Linked DNA regions of Mus musculus: regions 2, 3 and 4 are each linked to region 1. The links are chromatin contacts, called in public Hi-C and HiChIP or PLAC-seq maps. All regions are on one chromosome and are shown on one strand. The core of a region is the stretch at or near the end of the contact, and the rest is flanking DNA. Distances in the headings are between cores, read along the strand shown.

The links. Hi-C and Micro-C count contacts between places; a contact is called where the count stands out from the background. HiChIP or PLAC-seq counts read pairs in DNA pulled down with a chosen protein or histone mark.
Region 2: an H3K27ac HiChIP or PLAC-seq map of epiblast stem cells shows a contact between it and region 1, with 3 times the contacts expected there. The contact joins the promoter of Krt80 here to the promoter of Krt5 in region 1. A contact is called at or near these places in 8 of 39 promoter capture datasets (cranial neural crest, embryonic stem cells, hippocampal neurons and 4 more), 1 of 484 Hi-C or Micro-C datasets (the HL-1 cell line), 3 of 115 datasets of contacts at active chromatin or transcription factors (embryonic stem cells, epiblast stem cells and pancreatic cancer cells) and 2 of 9 other capture datasets (adipose tissue and liver).
Region 3: a contact with region 1 is called in a Hi-C map of epidermal suprabasal cells, with 5 times the contacts expected there. The contact joins the enhancer-like site here to the promoter of Krt5 in region 1. A contact is called at or near these places in 9 of 39 promoter capture datasets (the 3T3-L1 cell line, the C10 cell line, cranial neural crest and 4 more), 3 of 15 datasets of contacts at CTCF or cohesin (the NIH/3T3 cell line, embryonic stem cells and stem cell-derived epiblast-like cells), 31 of 484 Hi-C or Micro-C datasets (Sertoli cells, embryonic limb bud, embryonic stem cells and 10 more), 11 of 115 datasets of contacts at active chromatin or transcription factors (acute myeloid leukemia, astrocytes, embryonic stem cells and 4 more) and 2 of 9 other capture datasets (embryonic stem cells and pancreatic islet).
Region 4: a Hi-C map of epidermal suprabasal cells shows a contact between it and region 1, with 4 times the contacts expected there. The contact joins the enhancer-like site here to the promoter of Krt5 in region 1. A contact is called at or near these places in 16 of 39 promoter capture datasets (the 3T3-L1 cell line, the C10 cell line, the HPC-7 cell line and 11 more), 2 of 15 datasets of contacts at CTCF or cohesin (CD8 T cells and stem cell-derived epiblast-like cells), 32 of 484 Hi-C or Micro-C datasets (LSK cells, Sertoli cells, adipose-derived mesenchymal stem cells and 19 more), 3 of 115 datasets of contacts at active chromatin or transcription factors (embryonic stem cells and pancreatic cancer cells) and 3 of 9 other capture datasets (adipose tissue, embryonic stem cells and liver).

Annotation. Positions count from the first base shown.
Region 1 is chr15:101,711,308-101,714,590 of GRCm38.p6, forward strand. It overlaps Krt5 (keratin 5), which reads right to left and starts at 1,598. Exons shown (of 9, transcript NM_027011.3): 1 at 967-1,598; 2 at 222-436. The coding sequence starts at 1,503.
Region 2 is chr15:101,368,573-101,371,792 of GRCm38.p6, forward strand. Krt80 (keratin 80) reads right to left here and starts at 1,590. Exons shown (of 9, transcript NM_028770.3): 1 at 1,183-1,590. The coding sequence starts at 1,482. All of the region lies in intron 1 of Gm35853 (a long non-coding RNA gene), which reads left to right. It overlaps Mir1941 (microRNA 1941), which reads left to right and starts at 780; the gene lies at 780-862.
Region 3 is chr15:101,976,045-101,978,980 of GRCm38.p6, forward strand. It overlaps a transcript of Krt78 not described here. Among named protein-coding and RNA genes, the nearest start is that of Krt78, 23 kb to the left of the region's middle. Within about 2 kb of position 1,492, at least 346 of the 459 cell types and tissues checked have an H3K27ac peak or open chromatin away from gene starts, as enhancers often do. A contact at or near this core is called in the NIH/3T3 cell line, Sertoli cells, acute myeloid leukemia and 13 more, where this site is marked.
Region 4 is chr15:101,335,022-101,338,165 of GRCm38.p6, forward strand. No RefSeq gene overlaps it. Among named protein-coding and RNA genes, the nearest start is that of Gm52200, 18 kb to the left of the region's middle. Within about 2 kb of position 1,875, at least 94 of the 459 cell types and tissues checked have an H3K27ac peak or open chromatin away from gene starts, as enhancers often do. A contact at or near this core is called in the HPC-7 cell line, the SN4741 cell line, adipose tissue and 7 more, where this site is marked.

The DNA of each region.
Region 1 (3,283 bases), core at 348-2,847:
GGTGGCACTAGGGGCACACGCTGCTACTTGGGTGGGTGGGTAAATGCTTTATAGAGGGACCTGAGCCTGGGACTGGGACTCTCTGGACAGACTTGGAGCTATTCTTAGTGGTGTAACGCATGCTGCTAGCCTGTGGAGAAGACAGAGGCCACCGTCTGGCTATGGGGCATATCTGATACAATGAAGATCCTGACGCCTCTTTCCCCCACATCACAGCTCACTTGTTCTTGTAGTCCTCCACCAGGTCCTGCATGTTCCTCAGCTCTGAGTCCAGGCGGCCCCTCTCCCCCAGAACCCCGTCCAGCTGTCTACGGAGGTTGTTAATGTACTGTTCAAACAACGGATCCAGGTTCTGCTTTATGGTCTTGGTGCCCTGCTCCTGCAGCAGGGCCCACTTGGTGTCCAGGACCTTGTTCTGCTGCTCCAGGAACCGCACCTGGAGGGGCCGAGTGGGAGGGGGGGAAGGTTTGGGTTTGAGGCTTCTGTGGTATTTTCACTAGTGTGCTACCTGTCACATGCTGTCCCACCAAATCTTGTGTTCAGTACCTGGCCTGTGACCTGTGAGGGACAATCGGCACTGATGCTCCTAACATCATTCTTTTAGGAAAGATAGGGGACAGCCAGCCCAGTAGTAGGTGGATGAAATGTGATCTAATTATTCACTGGGGCTGAAAACCCTCTTAGACTGCTCTATAGACACTTAGGTCTCCCTGCAATCCTGTTATGTGAGTCCTTAGGTCATCTCAGTCCACTGGGACCAGACACCCTTATGGGGCAACCTCTGGAGGAGAGGAACTCTGACTCTGATTTCCAGATGCCAGTCTAACTGAAGAGCAACACAAACCAGGACAGAGCATCAACTAGCAACACAGGCAGTATCAGAGCTGAGACTGAAGCCTCTTCCCTCCACCTTTGTTCAGCATTCCCTGTAGACACACAGGCTGCTCTAGGGAGGACATGTCTCACCTTGTCGATGAAGGAGGCAAACTTGTTGTTGAGGGTCTTGATCTGCTCCCTCTCCTCAGTCCTGACCCGCTGGATGGTGGGGTCGATTTGCAGGTTCAGAGGGGTGAGGAGGTTCTGGTTAACGGTGACCTCTTGGATGCCTCCAGGTGGGCACACCGGGAAGCCAGCTCCCCCATAGCCACCACCAAAGCCAGCTCCACCACCGAAGCCAAAGCCACTACCAGCTCCACCACCAAAACCAAATCCACTGCCGGCTCCTCCTCCAAAGCCAAAGCCACCAGCACCAAATTGGTTCCTGAAGCTGCCTCCGCCAGAACTGTAGGATATCCTTTTGGAGCCCCCCACATTGTACAGGCTCCGGCTGCCATAGCCCCCGGCTCCACAAGCACCCCCAAGGCTGATCCTGCCACCACCACCACCACCACTGCGGGACACCGAGCTGAAGCTCGTACGAGAGACAGATGGGGTGATGGCAGAGGCGGCGCTGAAAGAGCGGCTGCCCCCACTTCGGAAGGACACACTGGACTGGCGAGACATGATGGTTCCTGGAGGAGCAAGAACACTGGGCGCTGGTGGTGGGGAGGTGCTGGCGAGGTCAGCGGCGTTCAACAGGACGCTGTGGGTGGCTCTGTAACTTAGGAGATTTGAGGTCCCCTTTTATCCCCTTAGAAGTGGGTTGGGCAGAGGAGCTGTCGAGCTGTGAATGATTAGTGGGCTGGGCATGCCTGGGGGGCAGCTGTGAGCTCACCCAGCACACCTGCACAGTGGTGTGGGGTGTAAATGCTGCTCCCAGCAGGCTCTGCTCAGTTAGGAATAACCTTTCCTTACAGAGCTGGTGTCCTGGCAGTGTGTTGGGGGGGTTCTCTCGTCACCCCAGATCTGGGCTTTGTGTGTAGCCTAGAAGGATGCCAGGACATAAGGGCTATTTGTCTCTGGCCACTGTCCTAGCGAACATTAGCAAGAATCAGTGACATGATCAGTCTGGTTCATGTTGCTTTGCCAGCCCAGCTTTGGGGTTTCTGTCCATCTGTGGGGCTCCTGTCCAACTGTGGGCAGAGCAGGTCACCCACTTGACAATGACCTGTTCTTCTCATGCTGGGCTGTGTGGTGGGTGCTGCAGAGACCTGAGCTCTTGGCAAGGTGACCCACGGCCTCTTTTCTTGGGTATATTCCAGAGAGAGAGGAGTAGAATTGAGTCCTTCGCTGTGCAACGCTTTCTTTAAGAGTGGTCCATTCACCCAAGACATCACTGGGCAAGATTCAGACCAGAAAGGCTCCCTTAAGCCCCAGGCTTAAGAAAAAAACAAACAAACAAACAAAACAGAGGATGTGGGTCTCCTGACCCAGGCTGTACACTATTCACTTTAAGGCCAGGTCCAGCCCTTCACAGTCCCTCCTAATTCAGCGTTTTGTCTTGCTTTGATGTTTCTTTGTCCTGGGGAGGCCTGTGTAGGGGCTTATTAAGCCAGGGATCCCATGTAATCCTTTACAAAAAAGTCTTGACTCTCTGGACTGCTCTGCCAGCCTCCCCGGTGCCCCCCAAGCTGTGTTCCAGCAAGTTCTCAGTTATTCCACCAGGGAAGACGTGAGTCACTGTATCTGTTGATACAGGCTGAAGGCCGCCGCAAACACATACCTGCAGGAGCTTCTAATCTCAGCAGGAACATGTTGAGAATTGGCCGGCCTGTTATAACGGGGAACCACCCTGTTCCAAGCAGCGGGAACTGCTGTGTTTCCTCTATCTCTGGCCCAAAGCCTCCTTCAGGGCCAAAGGCATGGAAAATGGAATTTTAAATCCGTGAGCTAACTGCCAGACAAACTAGACAGAGCAAGTTGGGGGGACCAGGCAGCTGGCACAGCAGCCTGCTGGTTACTCCAATGAGTGAGAGCTTCCAGACGACTCTTCTGCAAAGCTTCACCTGTAGCGACTTATGAAAGAAAGGACGCTGGTTAGATTTTAGCCAGTGTCCATCCCAAGCTACGCCCTGTCATTCTGGCTCAGGACTTGAGTGGGATCACCTCTCTTCCTGTCCCAGAGGAAAGTGGGGCTCTTGGACCCAGTTGGCTGAATCGGGAGGAGTGATGTGGGAACTATTGAGAGGTCATGGTCCCAGGAGAGTAGGACATAGGAACCTCTGCACAGAACCTAAGGTTGCCACGAGGAAACCAAGGCTGTGGGAAATAATTCTTGAGGGCTGAGGGTCTGCTGAGCTGGTGATGGCTCACCAGAGGCTTGGCTGTCAAGACTGCTGATAAGTAATCCAATCACTGGCCAAGCTGGCCTGGCAGGTTTGGGCAACAGGCTTGGGTGTCTCGG
Region 2 (3,220 bases), core at 340-2,839, 340 kb before region 1:
AGTTTAAATATAAACCGTATCAGTTGTTGGCTCTGTGACTCTGGGCAATGCAATGAGTCTCTCTGGTCCTATTGCCTCATCTGCACAGCTGGGAAAACAACGTTTGTAGTGATGTTAGTTAGCACTGGCCCACCGCCGCCTTGCTACGTTCCTGTGGCATTCAGGCATCCAGGCCACACGTGGCACTCTCTTCTCACTGCCTGTCTGTCTGTACACCCCCACAGCTCAGGACCCCAGAAATGTGCAAGGGTTTGCAGACTCAGAAACCAAGAGGCAGATAAGGACTGGCCAGGGTTCCCTGTTCTGCGCAAAGTCATGAGATGTCTTTCTTTACAGTTAAGGGGATTTGAGGTGAACCTGTGAGGTGCCCTGTGGTGCCTAGCACACCAGTGTGTAGTTCAGTCAGTGCGGCTCTGACACAGGAGGAAGCAGGGCTGGGAGGATTGTTCACAGAGGCTTCTTGGAGTGGTTGAGTGGGCACAGGCTTGGAAGGTAGACAGGACTTCCTGAAGCCCTAGGCTAGCTGCAGGCAGTGAGTCTAGGAAGTGTGGGGGCCATGTTGTTAGGGGCCTGTTCCTTCCACCTAGGTGAGTGCAAAGCAGGCCAACTGTTGGCTGCTGGCTGGATTCTGACACAGTCCTCTACATTCCTTTCTCCTGACAAGCCAAAGTTGCGTCTTTACTCATACAAACTCCATGGCAGCCTCCTTCTGCCCCCGCTCCCACCCCCACCCCTTTGGACCTGCCAGAACAGTGGCTCTACGGATGAATGGGGAAAGCCAGCAGGGTGGGAGGGAGATGCTGGTACAGAGGCTTGGGGTTTTGAGGGCATCTTAGCAGTATCTCCCATCCACCCACCTGGGCAGAAGTCAGCAGGCCACACCTCCATAGGCCATCCCGAGAAGCACCCCTTGACTGTTACAGGGGTACACGGAGCCCTCCCATCCCCAGCCAGGTAGTGCACCCTTATCCAGTACCCCGCAGAGTCACCCTGAAGTTCCTTTCACCCCAGACACCAGGATGTATCAGGTTTCCCTAACCCATCTCTGCAGGTTTAGCCATGCTGCATCCCCATTGGCTGGGATCAGGGGCGGGGCATGACCGATGCTCAGGGAACCACCAGCCAGGTCACCTGGAAAGCCTGGGGCCCTTCTGTTTTGGTGCCCTCTCCCACTTAGCTCACCTTGCCAATCAGGGAGGCAAATTTATCATTGAGAGCCTTCATCTCCTCCTTTTCTTGATTCTTCTGCTGTTGAACAGCTGGATCCACCTTGAGGTCCAGAGGCACCAGCAGGCTGGGGTTCACAGTCACCTTGGGGATGGTGCCAGCTGGCCTGCAGCTTGTGAGGCTTCGAGAGCTGAAGCCAGGCCCAGGGAGCCCACAGCTGCCCCATCCTGAGGTCCCAGGCTGGGGACTGCCCGCAGGGGTCATCTCACAGCCGCTGAGGCTGCTGAAGCCAACGACGCAGGAGCGGTAGGCCATGGTGGCCCCCCTGGGCCTGGGAGCCGGAGGGCTCACCAGTGAGCTAGGGAGATTTGGAGTTGGTGGCTGGCAGCCGCCTCCTGTCACATCCAGGGCCGGCTGGGGACTGAGGCGAAAACACCTGTTGCATAGTGTTCATTAGCTACAGGAGGGCGGGACTCCTCCAAGCCAGACCAACCTGTTAGTTAGATGATGTGGCTCCCGCCCTCCCCGTACCACAGCTTTCTGTCTGCCCTACAGGGGCTCTGCCTTGTTGAAGGGGCTTGTCACAGTCCCCTGCAAGAGGGGCCTGACTGAGGAGGGGGCCTGCGGCCGGGCTGGCTGGGTGGGGCAGGGTGGGGCCGGGTGGTCAGTGCCAAGAAGGCGAAGTTCTGAAGGAAGGAGCAGGGAGAAAGGCGGGCAGCCAGCCACAGATCACGCTGCATACCGAAAGGCTGACGTATCTGGGCTCGCATACTTCTGGAAAAGATGAAGCAAGTGTAGCCCTGAGCTCCAAGGGTGATGACTGCCCTGGGCGCCATGCCAGGCTGTTGTTGGAAAACAGCCCCCTTATTATTTATCTTATCCATCTGTCAGTGTCCCCTGCTAATTTCCCATTCCCTCTTGCCCTCTCTCCCTTACTGAGGACCAGCCGAGTGCACCCCACTGACTCAAGGCCTGCAGGAAGCACATGACCGAGGCCTAGAGCTCTTGGTTTTTGAAACGTGACGTGACATTGGGTTGCGTGCGGAGTCAGCTTGGTTGTTCCCACTGGTAGAAAACCTCAATTATGTGGCTGTATTTTACCCTCATCTGAAAAATGGGCTTAAGATTTCAGTCACAAGCAGAGTAGAGGACCCACTCCAAACAGCTGGCCTGGGTTCAGAGTCCTCTCCCCCCCCCCCCCCCCCCCCCCCGCTCCAGGGGCCAAGAGGGTCTCTGATTGGCTGTAGTTCTGCCTCCAGGTGTCCAGCTCCTTGCCCTGCCTTCTCCTTCACTCTTCTTCCCGTTCCTCCTCCATGGCTACCCGTACAGCTTCTACCTTCTTCATGGAAAATCTGGTACGGAAACAGGCATCAAGGTGCCCAAGGAATTTCTGGAAACTACAAAGGTTCTCAGCCCAGTGCTCAGCCAGGGCCTGCTCTTCCTTATCCAGAGATGGCCTCTTCTTACCCACCCTGCTAGGTCCAGCATAATCTCCCTGAGCTCAGAGAAGGGTGTGTCTGTAAAAACCAAGGGGACTCGGCCTTTGAGGGGACCGAGGCAGTCACACATTTTAACCAGGCATGATGGTTGAGCCACATGACCTACACCTGCCTGGGGTCCAGGCCTGGTTCCCATGAATGGGCACTTCTGGTTCACTTGGATACAGAATTCTGCATCAGGAGTCTGTCTGGATCCTGGATTCCAGGATCTACCGTGGGTAATTGGGTTCCCAGGACAATGTATGCCCTACTTCTGTGGCATGCTATATGTACCCCACTCAGCAGCCTGGTGTGTCTGGTATGGCCGCCCCAACCTCCCACCGTCTTCTTCTGGTATCTGAATGGCATGCTGTCAGATCTAGTGGCATACCCTTCCTGGTCAGCCCAGAGTGCTCTGAGGGGGCAGCCAGTGGCATCTGCGCTTGGTACGGCCTGAGTGTTCTCTCTGTCCTTACCATTGCCTCCATTTAAGGCATATGCCAAATGAATTCACTGTCCTCAGTACAGAGGGTGGGGTGGCGTGCCTGGTCTCAGGGCACTGGTTGTTTATGGTG
Region 3 (2,936 bases), core at 242-2,741, 260 kb after region 1:
CACACTGGGGGTGGGGGTGGGGGGATAGCCTAGGGCTCAGTTGTCACAAGAGGGTGTGTCCTGCTTTTAGGCAACAGTGGAGAAAGGATGGGGTGACTGTTCTTGGGGACAGAGGAGGGCGTGTCAGAAAATGAAGGCGTCCTGACCCTGGGGCTGAGTGGGAGCCAGGGCAAAGCAGGCACCGCCCAGACGCTGAGGCCTCCTGCCCCCGCCCAGCTGGCTGCTGGTTCCCATCACACCCTGGGCAGTAAAACTGGATTTTATGATTGCTGTGGGGGTTTCTGCTTTCCTGGTTTGGGGGAGGGGGGGTTAGTTGTGTCTGCAGATCTGTGCAAATGTATCTCTATTGATGTGTATCTGAACATGTGTCAGTGTCTGAGGTTCTTCGTGGGGGCGTGTGTTTGTGTCTTCATGGGCTGTGTGTTTGTGGGGCTGTGTCTGTGTGAGAGAGAATCAGACCTACTGTTTCTTGAGGATTTGTAAATTACCAGACACTTTATCTTCACAGTAATTTACAGTTTAAAAGAAAGAAAAAAAGAAAAAGAGAGTCTTCTGTCTCTTCCTGTGCTTGTATAGAGTATATGACAATCCAGGCCTGCCATCTACACTTGCCTGGGCCTCTGTGCTGATGAGCCTGTGTGTATCGGTTGTGCCAAGGCCAAAGCCTGGAGAAGGTTGGCCACTAGAGCCAGGGTCACTAGAGTCTTAGAAACATGACCTTCTTAGTACCATGACTGTTTTCTGAAGCAGAAAGTAGTCGGTAGTGTGGCTGTCTGGGAACAGAAAACTTTGGCCAAGGACACTGTGCCAGGGTTCAACCAGCACAGACTGGCAAACAGAGGAGTCTGCCCTCTTTGAGAAGGTGCTGGGTACCCCAATGTCACTACCTGGAAAGAACCCAGAGGGACACTGTAAGGGCTCAGAGCTCCCATTTGCGGCAGAGCCTCCTGGGGAAGCAGGCCCTAACCAGCAGGTGTCATGGGCACAGTAAGGATTCAGAGCCCCCTTGATCGGCAGGGCCTCCTGAAGGTGTGTGGTAGCACTAATCACAGGTGTTGTGGACACTTAAGAACCCAGAGCCCCCATGTGGGGCAGGTCCTCTTGTGGACCTGGGGTGGCCCTAACCAGCAGGTGGCGTGGGTACAGTAAAGACCCAGAGCCCCCCCTGCGTGGCAGGGCCTCCTGGGGACCTGGAGTGTGGCCCTGACCAGTGGGGTTTGCAGCAGGAAGGACTATAGAAGCTGCTCTCTCCTCAACTCCTGAGCCCCACGCTGCTCCCCGCAGCCTCCATGGGGAAGCAAAGTCCGCAAAAATCCCAGGTTGCCAGGGTCGGGGGTCCGTCGGGGGCCAGGGAGCTGGAAACTGGGCGGCTTGCAGCCAGGGGGCGTGGCGGCGCGAGCCGGGTGGCAGCCGCCCATTGGCTGTGCCCGAGCGCTCCCACGGCCGCTGGGGCCGGGCGGCGCCACCGCGCCCGATCCGGGTGACTCACCCGCCGCCGCACCCGGCCCTGGCCCTGTGCCCGGCCTCTTCCCACCCCGGCCCGCCCGCTAAGCCGGGCCAGCCTGAGTCAGCAGGGAACCGCCCAGGGGTGGTGGGGGTGGCGGATCTGGACCTCTGGAACAGTTTGCCCGCTGGGGGAAGGGGAGAGCATAACTTAGCCTTGGGGGCTAAGGAGTTTCAGTGGCTATGGAGAGTGGGGAAGGGGGCTTCAGTTACTTTGAAATGGGTGGTGTTAGGGTGCTTGTACCAGAAGTACTTTGTCTACCCCCTTGAGGTTTGCAGGCATTACCATGGCAGGCCCAGAGGACAAGCTGGCTTTCTGGAGTCTACAGGTTGTTCCTTTGTGGCCACTCCATGGCCGGGTGGCCAGGGCACTTGTAGGTCGTGCCAGATTATATTCCATAACCTAGGCTCAAGGTGTTCATTCCAGCCCCATGGCCAGCCAGTCCTGCAAGACTCCAAAGCAGTCTTGATGTAATCTCAAAGCGCAACAACAAGCGATCATTAGGAAGGAAAAGAACCCTCAACTGCCCTGGGTACTCAAAACCAAACCCTGTGGTACATTTTTGAACATCCTACCTTCTGAATGGAATAATCAACCAGGCACACCTCACAGAGGTCAAACTCAGCTAGAGAAGGTGACTGTCCCAGGCCACACTGAACAAGAGAAGGGGAAGTCTAGCTTGAACCCAGGGCCACCAAGCTCGACAGCACAGCTCCTTCACTGCCTTGGTTGCACAGGTTCCTAGCTAGTGGCAATCTGAAGCCAACCCATCACACTACAGCAAACTTAGGGACACCACCGTCAGCCTTACCCAGGGTTTTCATGTCCAAGCGGAGGGAGGGAACAGAGTAGGGGACAGAAAGAAGCCATTTATCAGTTCATGTGGGCTTTGGAGGGGCTGACAGGGTGTGCCCAATCTCCAGCTAGGGAGGACACAGTCAACTCAGCTCAACAATGTGTAGGGGAAAAACACACACACACACACACACATGACTACATCAGTGTCTAGAGGTCATGTGCAAGTACAATATACACATTCGTGTTCCACAGGACACACAGCTGTTTTAAGAACTGTTAGGAAGGTTCCAGGCTAGGAATACAAAGTGAAACCCTGACATGGGGAAGCAGGCACCAAGCAAAAAAAAAAAAAGGAGCTTGGTGGGTAAAGTGCTTGCTGCTTGCTGGCAACCATGAGAACCTGAGTTCAGATCTCCAGACCTCAAATGAAAACCAGCCACAGCAAGAGTGTGGTGTAACCTCAGCTTTGGGGAAGAGGAGACAAGCAGACTCCTAGAGCCCCCTGACCAGCCCACCTAGCATAATTAGTAAGCCCCATGTTCACTGAGAAACCCCAGATCAAAAAATGAGGCGGAAAGTTGTTGGGGGAAACTTGTTGCAAAGTTTAAGGGCTAGAGTTTGGATCCTCAAAACC
Region 4 (3,144 bases), core at 625-3,124, 380 kb before region 1:
GTGGTCTTTAGCAATGGCTGATGTCACCACCTCTGGTTAGGGCCGTACGCGGACACATGGTGTGTCACACAGCAGCACACAGTGCCTGGGATTAGAATCTGTGCTGCTTCCTCAGCATCTGTAGCCCTAGGAACCTCCCTGAGCACAGCGCTGTGTCAGCAAAGGGGAGGCTTTGGCTAGGGAATAGCTGACTGACTTAAAAAAAAAAAAAGATTGGCTTGTATGAATGCTTTGCCTGTAGTAGGTATGTACACCGTGTGTGTGGCTAGTGCCCATGAAAGTCAGAAGAGGACCTTGAGTCCCTTGGAACTAAAGTTAGTTATGAGCCACCATATGGGTGTTGGGAGCCAGGCATGGGTCTTCTGTAAGAGCAACAAATGTTTTTAACCATTGAGGTACCTCTCCAGCTCCTCCCCACTTAAAAAAAGAGATTTATTTATTTATTATTATATCTAAGTACACTGTAGCTGTCTTCAGACACACCAGAAGAGGGCATCAGATCCCATTACGAATGGTTGTGAGCCACCATGTGGTTGCTGGGACTTGAACTCAGGACCTTCGGAAGAGCACTCAGTGCTCTTAACCACTGAGCCATCTCTCCAGCCCAGCCTCTCCCTTTTTTAAATTAAAAGATTTCTATTATATTTATCATTGTTGTTATTGTTAGTGTGTGTGTGTATGTAGCTCAGGAGATACATTTTGGGAGTTGTTTTTTCCTCCCACCATGGGCTTTAGGACTTGAGGCTCCATCTTGCTGGCCTAGATTGCTCAGCATTTTGAAATACAGTTGCCAGATGTCGGGGGTTGGGTGGGAGGTGGGGGTGGAAGGGTGGGTGGGGTAGAGGGATGGGGGATGGGGGTAAGAAACCCATGAGAACCAAGGCCACAGGATTGGGGGATATCAAGGGTGTGTGTGTGTGTGTGTGTGTGTATGTGTGTATCCATGCACACATGCATGGGAGAATATGTAGACCTCTGTGTGTGTGAATGGGAAACTGGGAAGGCCCAGGGCTGAGGTGCTGGCTGATCGCTTATAAAGTTCTCTTTGTTCACACAGAGTTTGGATCTGCTTATCTGAGAGGTGTTGGAGGGTCTAGGGCCAGGACCCAAAGGACCTATGGGGAAGACCTGTCAGGGTTGTGTGTGAGGGTGGGGGAAGGAGGAGCCTCACTAGTGAGTTTGAAGTGGATGAGGGTCAGGGATCAGTACTGGCCGCCTCCTGGGCAAAAGGTTTCCCTGAGCCATAGTAGGGTAGTGGAGACATCGTGGCTAGTGTGGTGGGTGAGTAGGGGGCAGTGAGGGTGGAGACTAAGAACCTTGGCAGGTAAGAGGGTAGAGGTCAAGGAATGCCTTTGTAAGCTCCTGTATTCATCCTTCCCACCTCCCGACCAGCAGGAACTGTCTAATGAGTGATTGATGAGGGTGGTGGGACCAGGGGAGGCTCTCTGGGACTGGGGTACAGGTAGCATCCTCCTTCTTGTGCTGAGACTCTCAGGTCCATAGCAGCCTGCAAGGGGAGGTTCCATTTCAGCTTTGGGAAGCTCCTTCCTTGTCCCGGGCGCGGTGCCCTGGAATGCTGTGCTCAGATGTGGCGGCACCGCCCGCGTCGCGTCCAGTCCCGTCCTGTCCCGTCCCATCTTGCCCAGTCTGGGCCGCCCTGAGCAGCCTCCCTGCCCAGGCACGCGGACCACCGCAGGTGGATACCAGGTGTCTACAGGAACAGAGGTTGCAAGCTCCGCCCCGGGACCTGCCCTCTGCCATGCCCCCACAGGGGTACCTGAGGCTTAGCACCCCGACTCTGTCAGGGTCTCTGGCTCACTGTTTTAGTTGGTGGCTTCTCTATGGGAAGGAATCCTGGAGGCATGAGTCATGCCCTTACTGCTTTTGAAGCCTCCCATATTTCCGGCCTCAGTTTCTTCCTGTTAAGAGGGTCACGATCCTGGCTGCGGTTGTGCTAATCAGGAGAAAAAAGGCTTGTCTGTGCTTCCGTCCATGCTCAGCTCCTTACAAAGGGTCCTTTCGTAGTGTCTTAATCCTCCTTCCTTCCGTGGGCTGTGGTTTTCAGGCTGGGGGTAGAGAACTGGACTGTATTGAAACAGAAACCTTGGTCTGTGCTGGTAAGCTGGTCTGGCCTTTCCTATCTGGAGGCTCTAAAAGGAAGCTGGGAGCAGGCTAGAGGGGCCTGAGGAATGCTTACCCAGGCCCCTGCTTTTCTCTGCTCTTGGCCTGCAGGGCTGAGCCAGAGTGGCTATGGGCAGGCACCCACCAGGCCTTTGGAGGTAGAGACTCAAACTAAAGAGCAATCTTAGGTAGCATAGTGTGGTGGCCAGAGGGGAGCACAAATGTTATCTTCATTTGACAGCTGGGTAAACTGAGGCTGGAGTTCCTCCAGGTAGGGGCCTGAACTAGATCCTGTGCCAGTACTGTTCCCTATTTCTGTCTCCCATGGTAGGCAGGTGTAATGTCATTACCCAGATCCATGGCTGGCTGCGATAATGCTTCCCCCTGATCCACCAACCTGCTGGGAAGTTCCAGAAGGGACTCTGTTATTTCTCAGGTTGGCCCTGGAGAGCTGCTCCTTCCAGGAGAGGGAGTTCCATGAATTTAGGGTACATGGCCCCTCTCCCCATTTTTCTCCCATTTCACCAGCTGGGCAGTGTACTTAACAAAGCTCAGAGGGAGAGGTCTACCTTTGTCTGCTAATGGGGTTTGGTCAGCCTGCTTCTACTGCTTCTAAGCTGTGTGGCTTAGGCCCTTTCTCTGCCTGGCCTTCAGATTCTCTCTTAAGATGAGCAGGCAGGGTACACTCATGGTTCTGGGATGTCACCCCTCGAAGGAGGGCTGTGCCCTAGAGTTAAGGTGAGGTTGCCCAGTTAAGGTGAGGTGGCCTTGCTCATTTATAGAGGGAGATGGACCAATGAGGGTAGTACTGGCTATCTTGTGGTCCGTTTACTTCAGAGGACAGATGAAGAGGTGCTGGGCATGCCATCATGCCTGTCAGAGCATTAGGGGAGGGTCTCCGACAAGTCATTTGGGACCTGGTGTGTTGGGAGTGTTGTGACTGATATAAAGCCTCCAGGGGGTGGCCTTGAAGCCCCATAGACCTTGTGACTGGCTTGATGGCTCTGTGGCTCTGTGTCAGCA